Linked DNA regions of Oryctolagus cuniculus: region 2 is linked to region 1. The links are chromatin contacts, called in public Micro-C maps. All regions are on one chromosome and are shown on one strand. The core of a region is the stretch at or near the end of the contact, and the rest is flanking DNA. Distances in the headings are between cores, read along the strand shown.

The links. Hi-C and Micro-C count contacts between places; a contact is called where the count stands out from the background.
Region 2: a Micro-C map of ear pinna shows a contact between it and region 1, with 6 times the contacts expected there. The contact joins the promoter of XPOT here to the promoter of KICS2 in region 1. A contact is called at or near these places in 2 of 6 Hi-C or Micro-C datasets (ear pinna and an unstated tissue).

What each region holds. Positions count from the first base shown.
Region 1 is chr11:66,425,277-66,432,511 of mOryCun1.1, reverse strand. KICS2 (KICSTOR subunit 2) reads left to right here and starts at 4,588. Exons shown (of 3, transcript XM_070052571.1): 1 at 4,588-4,724. The coding sequence starts at 4,712. It overlaps LOC138844380 (a long non-coding RNA gene), which reads right to left and starts at 5,150. Exons shown (of 2, transcript XR_011380140.1): 1 at 4,923-5,150; 2 at 3,138-3,383.
Region 2 is chr11:66,561,055-66,568,289 of mOryCun1.1, reverse strand. XPOT (exportin for tRNA) reads right to left here and starts at 3,066. Exons shown (of 25, transcript XM_051845640.2): 1 at 2,927-3,066.

The DNA.
Region 1 (7,235 bases), core at 3,339-5,838:
ATTGGGATCCGTCTGATTAGCCCGGGGAGCAAAGGACGGGAAGCCAGATCGTGGGGCGGAGACGTAAGCTGGGTTGAATTCGCCAGGCTAGCCCGGGGAACTTAGATTGAATGCTAGTGGCGGACACGTAAGCTACGCTGTGTGACTCGCGGAGGCTGCCGTGCGCAGAGAGAGCGTGCGGGGCACAAGTAGATAGGGAACGGGGCTGGCGCGAGGCCGTGGTGCAGACGCGAAGGGCGTGGAGACCGCGGTGCGCGCAAAGCCGAGCCGCGCAGATGAGAGAGACGCGGGCTGAAGCGGCTCAGCCGGAAAGCCGCCGAGAAATAGCCTCGGGGCGGAGCCTGCTGGCAGGGCGAGGCGCCGGGAAGCCGCAGGGATAAGAGAAACAGAAGTTTAGAAGTAAGATGAGAGAAATAGGAATGCTGGAAGATAGAAGTAAAATGGGAGAAATAGGAATGCCCGGAGATAGAGAAATAGAGAAATAGAAAGGCCTCCCTACAACACTGCAATGTGAGGGCTTGGATTCGGTCTGCCCGATTAAGTGAGGCGATGAGCACCTGCGGCGGCTAGCAGCTTATGCGCCGCAGGTCACCGAAGACAGGCACGAATTAACATCAGTAACAATGAGAAAGCTTGGATTGGGTCTGCCTGATTAAGGCGGTAAGCGCCAGCAAGCAGCTCGACCAGAGTATGAGCTGCAGGTCACCGAAGATAGGCACGAATCAACACCAATAAGCCTCCCCACAATATGGCAATGAGAAGGCTTGGATTCAGTTTGCCTGATAGGGCTTGTAAGCCCCTGCAGGCAGAGCAGAGCATGCACTGCAGGGCACCGAACACAGGCACGCATCAGCGCCTAAAAACCTCCTCACAACCGAAGACAGGCGCGTATCAACGCCAAAAATAAAAAGAAAGGGGGATCTGTGGGGAGCAATCCGGACTAGACTGAGTTACTGGAATTAAGACTTATTCTATGCATCTGCTCTCCCACAATATGGCGCTGGGAGAGAAGTAAACAGCTTCTGCACAGCTGCCTCCAGTTCAACCAATAAACTGTAGGACTTGCTCCTGATTGGAGGAGAGCAGCGTACTCGGCGTGTGGGCAGCCGAGTTGGGATTGGCAGAGAAGGACTATAAAGGAGGAGAGAGACGGCATGCACCGGGAACATCTATGGGGAACATCTAAGGGGAACATCTGAAGGAACGCCTGTGCAGCCCCCAGAAAGCCGGCCGGCGGTGTGCCGCTCCCCTGCGGAAGTGGGGAATGTGGCCGGGGGAACCGCCCTTCCACGGAGGTGGAAGGGATAGTAGCCAACCCGGGAAGAACCAGCAGCAAACCCGGGGAGGGCCGAGCAGACGAAAGAACAGCGCAGGGTCCTGTGTCGTTCCTCCACGAAGAGGGGGAGCGACAGCCAGGGAGTGCAGTGGAGGATGGCCCAAGTGCTAGGGCCCCGCACCCTATAGGAGACGAGGAGAAGCACCTGGCTCCTGCCATCGGATCAGCGCGGTGCGCCTGCCGCGGCAGCCATTGGAGGGTGAACCAGCGGCAAAGGAAGACCTTTCTCTCTGTCTCTCTCTCTCTCTCACTGTCCACTCTGCCTGTAAAAAAAAAAAAAAAAAAAAAAAAAAGAAATCATCAGCAAAATGAAAAGGCAATTTATGGAACGGGAGAATATATTTGCAAATTACATATCAGATAAGGATTAATATCCAAAATATATAAGGAACTCATACAATTTATTAATAAAAATAAAATAACCTGATTGTAAAATGGGAAAAATTTTTGAAACAACATATACAAATGGCCAACAGATATATGAAAACATGCTCAACATTACTAATCATCAGGAAAATGCCAATCAAAATTACAATATCTCACACCTTGTTAGGATGACTATTTGTATTATTAAAAGATAAGAGATAAGGTTGTAGAGAAAAGGAAATCTTGTATTCATGGGAAGTAAATTGGTTACAGTCATTATGGAAAATTGTATGGAGGTACCTAAAAAAATTGAAAAAGAACTATCCTGTGAGCCAGCAATCTCACTTCTGCGTAACTATCCAAAGGAAATGCAAGATATCTGTACCCATGTTTATTGCAGCAGTACTCACAATGGTCAAGATGTGGAAACAATTGACGCGTTTGTCCACAGCAAACAGATGGGATACATACACACAACAGAATACCATTCAGCCACAAGAAAAGAAGGAAATCTTGCCATTTGTGACAACATGAATGAACCCAGAGGAAATTAGGTTAAGTAGGCCAGACACAGAAAGACAAACTGTGTATGCTTCGACTTATATGTGGAATTCAAAAAATCATACTCATAATATGGCGGTAGATAGGTGAAAGTTAGGGACTGGGGGGGAGGGGAAATGGGGAGTGTTGGGTCAGTACCAAATGAGTATGTTCTGCTGAGTTAATGGACATCTTGATGATAATTGTTAATAATACTATATTGTGGGGCCAGCGCTGTGGCACAGCGGGTAAAGCCACTGGCTGCGGTGCTGGCATCCCATAAAGATGCCGTTTTGAATCCTGGCTACTCCACTTCCTATCCAGCTCTCTGCTATGGCCTGGGAAGGGGTAGAACCCTTGGGACCCTGCACCCACCTGGGAGACCCGAAATAAATTTCCAGCTCCTGGCTTTGGATCCGTGCAGCTCCAGCCATTGCGGCCATCTGGGGAGTGAGCCAGCAGGTGGAAGATTCTTTCTCTCTCTCTCTCTCTCTCTCTCTCTGCCTCTCTGTTAACTCTGCCTGAGGTAACTCTATGTTCCTGAGGTAACTCTATGAGGTGATGGAAGTGTTAACTAAATGGATTTTTTGGTGCTCTGTTGAATAAAAGGTATGTGCCAACGTTAATGGTAACATTATTAATGATGTATTAACAAGTGTTTTGTCTCAGACACTATTTTAGACACCTCCATATATTCTAATTTATTATTGATATACATCACCACATGTTATCCAGAAAGGCCATATATTCACACCTGCAGTGTACAATTCTGCATGTTTATCGATACTTTAAGTCTCTTGTTAATCAGATAGATGAAAAACTGGATATAACAATTGGATCTACATTTCTTTGATTACTAGTGAGGTTAGATATTTAAAACAAATGATTATTAGCATTTTATATTTCTTTTTAAAAAAGATTTTATTTAGTATTTATTTGCAAGGCAGAGTTACAGAAAGAGAAAGGGAGAGATAGAGAGAAAGGTCTTCCATCTGCTGTTTCGCTCCCCAGATGGCTGCAATGGCTGGAGCTGGGCTGATCTGATCCAGGAGCCAGGAGCTTCTTCCAGGTCTCCCACGCGGGTGCAGGGGCCCAAGGACTTGGGCCATCTTCTACTGCTTTCCCAGGCCACAGCAGAGAGCTGGATTGGAAGAGGAGTGGCCAGGACTTGAACCAGCATCCAAATGGGATGCCGGCGCTACAAGCAGAGGATTAACCCACTGCGCCATAGTGCCTGCCCCAACATTTTATATTTCTTTTGAAACTTGTGTACTCACGTCTTTTTATTCATACTAGTAAGAAGTATTAGTATGTTAAGCACATTAAACCTTTGTCTGACATAGTTTACAAATACTTCCCTCAGATTGGCGTTGTACTTTGTGGACATGTAAAAATGCTTTGTTATATAGGCACGTCCATATCTTCCTTTGTAAATCCTTCCAGTTCTTTTAGGATTACAGGGTTCTTCACTATCTCTGGATGCATGACATAGTCACCTTTTCTAGTTTGTCCATGCTCTTATGTTTTATACCTTTTTTTGGTTAACAAGAAACAAGGTGACAGCTATTTTGCATTTATTCATGTCCCCTTTACTGTTACTGAAAATTTATTTTCTGCACTTTTTAATAATATCACCGTTATTATCTAAGGAATTCTTACATAACGGGTATATTTGTGAGTTTAATAATCTCTTTCAGTGTCCGTTTCGTGCTGGTATTAGACTTTTTTTTAAGTTATTAGCTTCCATTCACTCATCAACGACCCCTACACTCCAGAAGGCCTTTCCAGTTCTTTGGAAGCTATTACTGTACCTCTCTTTTTCATCTTCATCACATATAAGATCCTGCCCTGTATCACAGTTAACCTGGTTGATCTGAATTATACTTGAGGACAAGGAACAAGAGTATAATCCATACTCATTCAAATTAGATTCGTGGGATTTGCACTGCAAGGCAGCGACCCCAGAAGAGCTCCAGTTAAAAGGAAAGCAGGCCGTCTCTCAGTAAGCATCACTGTGCTGTTCATTACAGAAAGGCTGTGCTCGAGGGAGGGAGACAAGGAGGGAAGTATGGTTATCTGAGAAGTGTAGGCATGAAATACATGAAATCTGTTCTCTTTATGTGAATGCAATTTTTTAAAAGATTGTAGTGAACCCTAGTCCCCGGGTCTAGGGAGCCCACAGGCTAATAGGGGAGGGGCAGAAACCACAAAGCAGCAGCTCCTACAAGGAAGCAGCAAGGAAAAACCCAGCTTAGCAAGCAGCAGGCCTTGCTTCAAAGGGGCGGACACGGCACGAGCGGCTGACATGAATTTTAAGGGGAGCTTCCTGTAGTTGGGGTGGATGAGCACGGAGCCAACGTGCCCGGGCGCTCGGCTTGGAAGCTCTATGGAGTGCGCAGACCAGAGACGACTAGAACGGGACACAGGAGACAGTTAATTGACGGTGTGCAGCGGCATACAAATTACGCAATGGAGAAACAAGGTAAACCTTTATCTGTCAGATTTCCAGTCATAAACCGTTTACTTGCATTGACTTAAGAGCTCTCACAGCCCTTCTTGGGAGAGCGGAAGGCAATTGCCAGCCGCCTCTTCTAGCTTGGCCCATCAAGCCCCGGCCAGACGTCAACGCAAGAACTGACGTCATGCAGGCGTGACGTCATCGGCACTAACGCAGTCTCACCGGGAGGGGCTCCCTCGCTTATCCCAGACCGCGGTCAGCTGCACGGAGGCTTCCCACGGTTGGGGTTCGAATGGTTAGAGCTGCTGGAGCCGACGGCTGAAGGAGCCCGGGAACGGTTACCTCCTCCCTTGCCCTCGCTCCTATCTGCGTCTCCCGGGAGGCCCTGGCGCCGCCTCTGCGGGGGCGCGCTCCGGAGCTCGCCGCTTGAGGCGGTCACGCGCACGCAGGGCCGTGCGCCCGCGCGCTCCCTCCGAACCCGGAAGTGCGAGGGAGAGCGGGCCACGTGGGTGGAGCTGGAGCGCAGCGCGCATGGGGGAGGCAATCCCGCTGGCCGCCCCGGTCCCGGTGGAACAGGCCGTGCTGGAGACGTTCTTCTCTCACCTGGGTATCTTCTCTTACGACAAGGCCAAGGACAATGTGGAGAAGGAACGCGAGGCCAACAAGAGCGCGGGCGCCAGCTGGCTGTCGCTGCTGGCGGCCTTGGCGCACCTGGCCGCGGCCGAGAAGGTCTATCACAGCCTCACCTACCTGGGGCAGAAACTAGGTACCTCCGCCCGCCCCCCGTACCCCCGAGGAGGAAGGAAAGGGGGTTCGGTTCCCCGGTCGGCGCGGCTTGGGGCTCCTGTGTCTGCCTCTCCGGGCCGCCGGCTCGCTGCGGATAGATGGGTCGGCCGGGTGAAGGCTGCTTGCGGGGCCGTGCCGCGCGATTTACCGTCTCGCCTCGGGCCTTGCTTGGTGCCGGAGTGAGAAGTTAAGCACAGTCCGTGTCCTCTTCCTTCTAACTAGCGACGCCGCCACCGGAGAAGCACAGCTGGGCGGTACCACCTGGTTGTGTTTAATGAGTACGGTGGTCTGGCTGGCCTTCCGAGGTGAAAGCCACTGCGAGTTGCAGATGGAGTCGGGCCCCTCCATACAGACTTAATGAACGAAGGAGTCATTGAATGTTGGGCAGGAAAGGCAGGAAATACGCCTAACGCTAGACATAAAGGGGAAAATGGTAAATACTCAGCACCCCATGTCAGTCTTGCCCCTGAAAAATAAGATGCAAGACCCGATTCAACTGATTTTCCGTGCTAGAAACAATTGGCATGAGTGGAGGAGGAGGAGCCAAGAGTTGTGCATACAAAGTATTACTGCTTACAGTAATGCAAACAAATGTGTCCGGATCCCAGAACTTTGAGAGTCGTTTGAATGCCTTTGGCCTGTTTTAGACCTTTTAATTTTGTCAGAGGCCCGGGGTCTGGTGTGAATGAAGAACGCACACATACAGTTCAGAGACTAGAAATATAAACCTGGATGGAGGTTACATTCTCATCTCTCCGCTCCTTGCGTTGACCCTTCGCATCCCCTTGCTCTTTGAACGCTAACCCGAGGGGTAGGGCTTTCAGAGAGCCCAGCTTCTGCCTGGCTGTTCAGATAATGACTTGTTATTTAGTGTGTTGATTTAGTGGCAGAAACCAGTCAGATAGGCATGAATGCTGTTCCCTTTTGCCAGTGGGAAACTTCTCACAAGTGTGCAATTGCTGTTATTGCTTTTGAAGATCAGTAACTCCTATATAGTTGTGTGGGTGGATCCCAAACCAGAATACCTTCCTTTGAACTGTCAGACTGAGTCTGTATCCATGTAATTTATTAAGTATAGGTACATGATTATCATTTGCATAAAATATGATAGTGCTGTATATGATATATGTGTTTTATATATATAAATGAAGAAAGGATTCTAGCTGTAATATTGAAAATGGGCATATTGGACAGTTTGGTTGTTCTGGACTTAACCCCATATTATTCCAAATGCCGTGATTCTTAGCTTTTTTTTTTTTTTTTTTTTCACTCATGGGAGTTTGATGAAAGCTGTGGATTTACTCCTCAAATAGAGGTGTACACACACTTTTGCGTCTACACTGAGAAAGTTCAGTTGGATTTCCTAAAGAATTATTAATGAACTCCACTTTAAAAATCTGCTACTCCAGTTTTAGATTGTATGAGCCAGGTTTTTATGTAAGCAGAACTGACTGCCTGGTGTGTAAGAGTGCCTGGTGAAGTGGCTCCAACTGCTCTAACAGGATTAGTTCTGCTTGAACCCCAGCTGGCCTGGGTGAGCCTGAGGGCTGTGCCTTGAAATTGACCCACACAACAGTTCACACTGTGAAACATGCCCAGGCACTGTTTGACTCCCAGATACCTCCTGACTTCCCAGTGAACTTTCTGAAAATGTTGTGTTTAATGTTTCTTATCTCATTGACACGTACAGTTCTAGAATTTAAACTTTAGCTTTGCAAATATCTTAAGTTGTTTGGTTCTGGAACATGT
Region 2 (7,235 bases), core at 1,817-4,316, 140 kb before region 1:
GGTGTGCAATTCAGGTGTTCAAGTTTTCTTTTTCTTCAAAATCTTCAATAAAGTACAGAAAGTAACTATTTTCTACTTTAAATAACAGAGGCATCTAATTTATGCACTGTTGTTACTTCTTAAGTGCAACTGTATTAAGTAGAGAAATGACAAGCCCAGATTATCTTATTGTAGTTATTTCCAGATGCCAACATCACAAATCTTTTTTTTTTTTTTAAATGAGAATGACTGACCTCAGAGTTCAATATCTGTACTGGAGTGTTTACAAAATACAACAGAAGTCAAATAAAAGGAGTAGGAGAGTGAAAAATCAGTCATTTGGCTTATGAACAATGGACTAGTTCTGCCTTTTACAGATCTCTGCTCTTGCCAGCAATTCTAGAAATGCCTTTTAAACATTCTTTTTTAATAGTAGATGCAAAAATTCAAAAATGACTTGTTACTACTTTTAAAAACTTTTTTTAAACTCTGAGAAATAATTTACTTCTTCACAATATAGGGTCTAACAGAACATGATAAGGCCCCCAAAGGCAGTTTATGGTTTCAAAGAATGTATATTAATTTGAGAAAACCCTAAATGATGTGAAAATTGCATTAATTCCTATAAGGTACAAGAGACCAGGCCTTACTATTCCCAATAAGGCTGGGGGGCGGTTCTGTAAATTACCCAAAGAGAACCTCAAGAAGCCAAGAGCCTGAGTGGGAGGTAGTGGGGAGAGGGTCTTTTAGGAATGGTGAGGCCAGGATTAGATCTACACAACATGGCCTGTCTCACAATGTGCTCTTCTTGCTTCCCCTGAGCCTGCTAGAAAAATGGTAAATCAGGGTGTGGGCTGAGCCCCTTGGATCAGGAAGCTCAGCCCCTTAGGGTTTACAGCATACCTGCAGACCACAGCAAGGCAGTGTAACTCCCCACTGACCTCGGGACACTTCAGAGAAACTCGACATTCTGCAGCCCAAATCAGGACGGCCAGTGATGCCCAACCACATGGCCCTTCTCCAGGGGTATTCTGCCTTTCATCTTTGCACACACTCACTGCTCTTTTTGTTACTTGGTTAACCCCTGCTTGTCCTTCAAAATTCAACTTAAAGGTCACCACTTTCAAGAATACTACTTTGACCCGTATTGTCCAAGCCTCCCTAATTGGATTAGATACCCCCTCCTAAGCACCTCTGCGTGGTCACTGCCGGTTTACCAGTTTTCTCTCATTAACTTTAAGGACAATGACTGCCTTGAATATTCATCACTGTCCCTGGGAAGCAGAACACTAGTTTTGGACTTGGAAAGACCCGGGCTTGTATTCCAGTCTTGTCATGTTTAAACTGAGGCCATGTGGACAACTTAACAAAATGTGAGAGAGACAGCCCTTACTATGAAATGGGAAACAGACCATCTGGTCATCTGGTAAATGCTTCAATGAGATAAGGTATGCACAGCAGGCCTAGTACACAGTGGAACCTCAGTAGGTGATTTATAACCCAAGGTAGGCACAAGGGGGACAGGAAGTACTCAGACATTCTAGATGAGCATTTTGATTGGGGGGGGGGGGGGACGTAGGAGGGGAAAAGGCAAGTTCTCTTGTCCAAAAACGACAAGACGACAATTTCAGAGCTTCCATGAGCACCAGATTGAAAATTCCTGGAAGAGCTTCCTTGCATTTGCCAAGGCTTTAGGGAAAACTGCTGGACTTGATCCAAGCACCCCGAAACTTAACAGTGGTGCTAAGGAAAACTCAGCCAATAAACAAAGTAAGGAAACAAACTCGTTACAGTTGTCCGTTCCACAGCAATCGCCACAGGAAAGGCACCTGGATAACCACAGGCAACGGAACGTGGTCAATCACCTACATGTGCGCCAACAACCGCCAAGCTGCACTTGGCGAGAAGGAGCGACAAGCTTCCCAGACAAGGCTATGCAGGAGCACCTACCCTCGACCGCCACACCTGGCTGTGCAGCCGCTAACACCGGTTAACAGCGTGGTCTCAATCGGGCACCTCTCCGAGGTGCAGGCCAGCAACACAACTACTAAACCCTAACTTTTTTTTTTTTTTTTTCTGGACGGCTACTGGGCATCCAACAGTTCGGGAAAATTCCTCCACACCCACCGAAGACCGGTTCAAAAGCCAGGCGTTCATCGTTCCAGCCTTTTAACACCATGCCAAGTCGCTTTCATAAAACGCAACTTCCCCCAGTAACCACTAATTAGCGCTCTCAAAAAGTACTCGTTTTTCTGGTTACGGGGAAGCATCACGCTTCTCTCCTCTTGCAGGACTGGGAGGAAGGGAGCAGAAGATATGGAGCGTCCTGCTGGCAAATTACTACGCAGAAAAAACCCTTTACCTCCTTTCCCCCAGAGCGGGCGGGAGGACCTTATCAAGTTTGAGGTCTTTGCGTTGAAATGGGCGGGACAGGCTCCAACTACCATGATTGGGGTGGGGGCCACAGGCGATGCCGACCCTCGTCGGCAGGCCTGGTCTTCATCCGTTCCCTGGATCTCTCCCCAAAAGGAAGCCTCGTGGCAACTCGGGTGATGAAACAGCCGGCCTCGGGCGGCCACGGCTCGTACCCGCCCCCACCTGGTCCGCCCGGCCCCAAGCAGCACCGCCATGGAGGGTCCCCGGCCTGCACCCCTCCCAGGCGTCGGGGCTCCCCCGGGCCGGGCCGCCCTGGCCAACTTCCTCGCAGCCACGCGCGGACCCAGTCGGAGCCATGTCCCACTGCCCCCCGAGCCCCAAGTCACCTTCCCTATCACTCCATCTCGCCAGTCCGCCTGCACTGCCCAGGGCCGGTGAGCCGAGCGGAGCGGCGCTGCACGCAGGGCGCAGGGAAAGCGGCCCTCGTCCTTGTCGCCGTAGTCCTCCGCCACGACAGCAGAGCCAACGCCGGGGACCGAGCCGGCCGCGCGCCTCTCACCGCGTCGCGTACCCTGTCGCCTTCTCCTGCGTGGCGCGGGGCAGGCAAGCCAGCGAGCAGGCGGGCGGGGTCGGCGCCCCAGGAAAGGAAAGAGCGCGAGGGCCGGCTAACGCCGCCGCTGCCGCTGAGTCAGCGCGAGGCGCGCTCCCCGCGTCGGTGCCGCGCGGGCTAGCGCCAGCAGCCTCATGGAGAGTACAGACGGCCGCCCGCGGGCTGCGGCCGGGGGCCTACAACTCCCAGCATGCAACGGGCAGGCGGCGCTTCCGGGCGGCGTGGTCGCCCGGGCCTGTGTGGTGCATGCCGGGACGAAGCATCTGGCCCCGAGACGCTCAGGGCTCTTCCCGGGTCCTGGCAGGCCTTTGAGCCGTGCGGTCCGGTTGTCTCCGAGCGTTCGGTGAAGGCTTCGTGCAGCAGTTGGTAGGTTAGAGAACAGAGTTTCGGAAACGTCGGCGACGTGGTTCAAATCACGTGTGAGGCAGAAGTTTAATTCCTTTCGTGTGGTCCCACGTGACCCGAGTTCAGGGGTGTGAGCATCCGCTGAGTGCTGACAAGTTTTGCACGTCGTTTTAAATTGTACGGGGAAGGGAGCAGAGTACTCCTAGGAAGCCCGACTCCTAAGTTCTCTTGGTGGCACCAAATGTCCAGTTTTTTAATATGTTAGTGCAGCGCAGAGGTACTGAGTCTCCAGCTCCACGGAATTGAGTCCCAGGCCCCGCCTCATAGTTGCCCTTAGGCGCATTCCTTAACTTGCATATCTAAAATGGGGGTACTAGTGAAGGGAGTATGCGTGGATTTCAAAAAACTTTTGCACCAAAATAAACCTTCTGTTTTACACAAACCTTTTGAGGTCTTCTCAGTTCCAGGTTCCAAGAGCTGTGAGAATTGAGCTAATGCACGTGTTTGGCACACTGTAATGCTCAGTCTCTAGGTCTCATTGTTGACTATACAGTATGAATTGGAAGGGAGAGAAATGGAATAAAACTAATGTTACAACTACATTTATTTAGTCATCCCGTGTGCATGATACTGCATTAGGCAACTCATATATAAAATATTTTTAATCACTTTTGCATCACATGTCTAACTTACTGTTTAAAATGTTGGGCTAGGATTCCTGTCCTGTGTGTTTCAGTGTATCCCTTAGAGCCAACACCGGTGCCAATCTGTAGTTACAACTCAATAAATGAGTTGCATGAATTATTCCATTAGCTGTGATGGTCAGCTATGGACTGTGGAAGCTCGGTAATAATCCTGGTTCAAGTGGCTTTGCATTGTGTGATATGTTTAGCATATTTCACTGTCTCATCTTAAAAGAATTCACTATGTTGTTTTGTAACTGGATTTCCTTGCCTTTTTTTTTTTACTTTGTACATGGATTTTATACATACTTCATATGTTAAATATCATACAAAGTTTATATAGCTTATCTAGTATCTGTAGCTTATCTATAATTTGGTGACTGGCCTTTCCTTCATGGTAGTTCAAATACCTAGGATTGTAAATATCTTTCAGTTGGGGCCGGTGTTGTGGCACAGCAGATAAAGCTGCTGCCTGTGGCACCAGTGTCCTTATCCGGTTCATGTTCCAACTGCTCCATTTATGATCCAGCTCCCTGCTAATGGCCTGGGTAAAACAGTGGAAGATGGCCCAAGTATTAGGGTCCCTGCATCCACGTGGGAGGCCTGGAAGAAGCTCCTGGCTTGGGCCTGGCTTGGGCCTGGCCCAGGCCTGGCCATTGTGGCCATTTGGGGAGTGAACCAGTGGATGGAAGACCTCTCTCTGTCTCTCCCTTTCTTTCTTGACTTTGACTGTCAAATAAATAAATAAATCTTTTTTAAAAAGAAAAGAAAGCCTTTCAATTTTGTAAGCTCACGTTATTTCGGAACGAATAAGGAACTACTTGGTGGAATACAACCAAAGAGGATCTAAAAAAGGTATTAAATTTGATCATTCCATATTCTGTCCAGTCCCATGAAGGAATGTACAGTTTCTCATCTCAGATTAACATAAAATGCCAGTTATCAAAGTTTTGATATATGCCACTGTTGCTATTTTAACATAAGGCATGGATGTTTGCATGTGGCAGTGCTTTTATGTATTACTTGTCAACATTTTTGAGCATTTCTTGAGTGCTAGACACTGTTCTAGGAGTTCACACATTAATTCTCAGAACAACTAGGGAGTTGTTACTATTAACATTACTCCCATTTTGTACTTGAGAAACCTGAAGTGCATAGAAGTCAGCCAAACTGGGATTCAAACCTACATAGTTTGATTCTAGAAGAGGGGTACAGAACATCGGACCTGGGGGTCCTGTAAGGCCTGTGAAATTATTTGATCTAGCCCTGCCATGGCAACCGTAGGCGGGATTTAGAATTCAATACATCTATAGCGAGTTAATTTTTAATTTGATCATTTGGTGTGGCACACAAATGGTAAATATCTGAATGACACTTGGCAGAGGAAAGGTTCCCCATGCCTTCCTGCAGAGTCTGTGCACCTAATCCCTGTCTCTGAAATAAAGGTCAGTTAAGACTGATGACATTGTAAAGCAGCAGTGTGTCAGTTCCTGGTCCTATAATGTACTCTGGTACCCTCTTGTTTTGTTGTTTAAACAACATTTTATATGTTCCTGTCCCAAATCTCCCTTTTCTTTCAATTTCAGAGAACGCCAGTAGGTAACATCTAGGTTTATTTCATCATACTGTTATTCCATATATCTTTCCTACTGCGTTCCACTTAACATTGCAGGGACAGAGTAGGTATCATCATCGTTGTCGTCACTGTCCTTTCATGAGGAAACCAAGGTAGATCTATTATAAGTAGTGTGTCCTGCTGGTAAATGGTTAGCTGTAACCCTGGACTTGATTGGCGATTTCTTGTCTCCAGCACACCATGTTTATTGCCCACAGTTCCTTTGCTTCTCTTGGCTTTTGTCATCTGTATTCTCCTGAATCACTACTGAGCTCTTACACACTGTCTGACATTATGACCACTTTTATTCATTTCTTTCAACTTCTCTGTTGACTATTTCCTTTCTCCTTGAAATTCTCTACTCTCTTGGCTTCTGACCCTATAGTATTCTTAAGTTCCTGTTACATTTTAAGCCCTCCTCTCTGTCTTCTCCACATGCCTACTTCTGCTCCCTTGACATGTTTATGATCTTAGCCATCTGGTTTTCTTTTGCCTACACTTGCCCCTTCAGAAGTTACCTCTTTCCACAGTTTCAATATTTAATCTAGGAAGATGACCTCTAGTTCTATACTTCTGCTTCCAGTATTCTGTACTGTCTTGCGTTCCCAGATACCTACATGTCTCACCAGCTCCTCAACTCTAAAATATTGTCAGTGGACTGAAAGTTTGTGTACCCCCAAATTCATATGTTGAACCTAATCCCAAGATGATGGTATTCAGAGGTGAGGTCTTTGGAGGTAGTTAAGTAATGAAGTAGAGCCCTCGTGAATGGGATTAGTGCCCTTAGAAGAAGTGCTAAAGAGATAGCTATCTTTCTTTTTGCCATGTGAAGGTACAAGGTACGAGGAGAAGAAAGCCATTTGTAAAACAGGAAGCAGGTCCTTACTAGATGCTGGATCTTGAAATAGATTGTTATTTAAGTTATCCAGGCTATGAAAGTTTGTTATAGCACCCCAAACTGACTAAGACCAAAGTCATGATCTTCCTCCCAAAAATAACTTCCTCTTAATGAACCTCTCAATATAACTCAAGGTCTGCGGTGTCACCTTTGTCTCCTTGATGTTCAGTGTCCCAGTACTATTTCGTCATAGCATTGTCTATCACATCTGTTCTATTCCATATCTTTCTTTCTCTACCCCTTTTTAAAATGTGTGTGTGTGTGTGTGTGTGTGTGTGTGTGTAAAATGGGTACTGTGGCACAGTGGGTTAGGTGGCCCTTGGGACACCCACATCCCATACCAGAGTGCCAGTTCCAGTTCTGGCTACTCCTCTTTTGACCCAGCTCCCTGCTAATATGCTTGAGAGCAGAAGATAGTTGCTCAAATACTTGAGTCCCTGCCACCTGCATAGGAGACCAGATGGAATTCCTGCCTTCTGACTTCAGCCTGGCCTAGCTCTAGCTGTTGTGGCCATTTCGGGAATGAACAAGCAGTCAGAATATTTCTCTCTCTCTCCTCTCTCCATCACTATGTCTTTCAAATAAATAAGTGTAAGGCAGTAACACAGAGAGGTCTTTTACCTGCTGAGTCAGTCCCTGAATACCCGCACTAGCCGGATCTGGGCCAGGCTACAGCTGGGAGCCAGGAACTCAATCCAAGTCTCCCGTGTGAGTGGCAGAGACCCAACA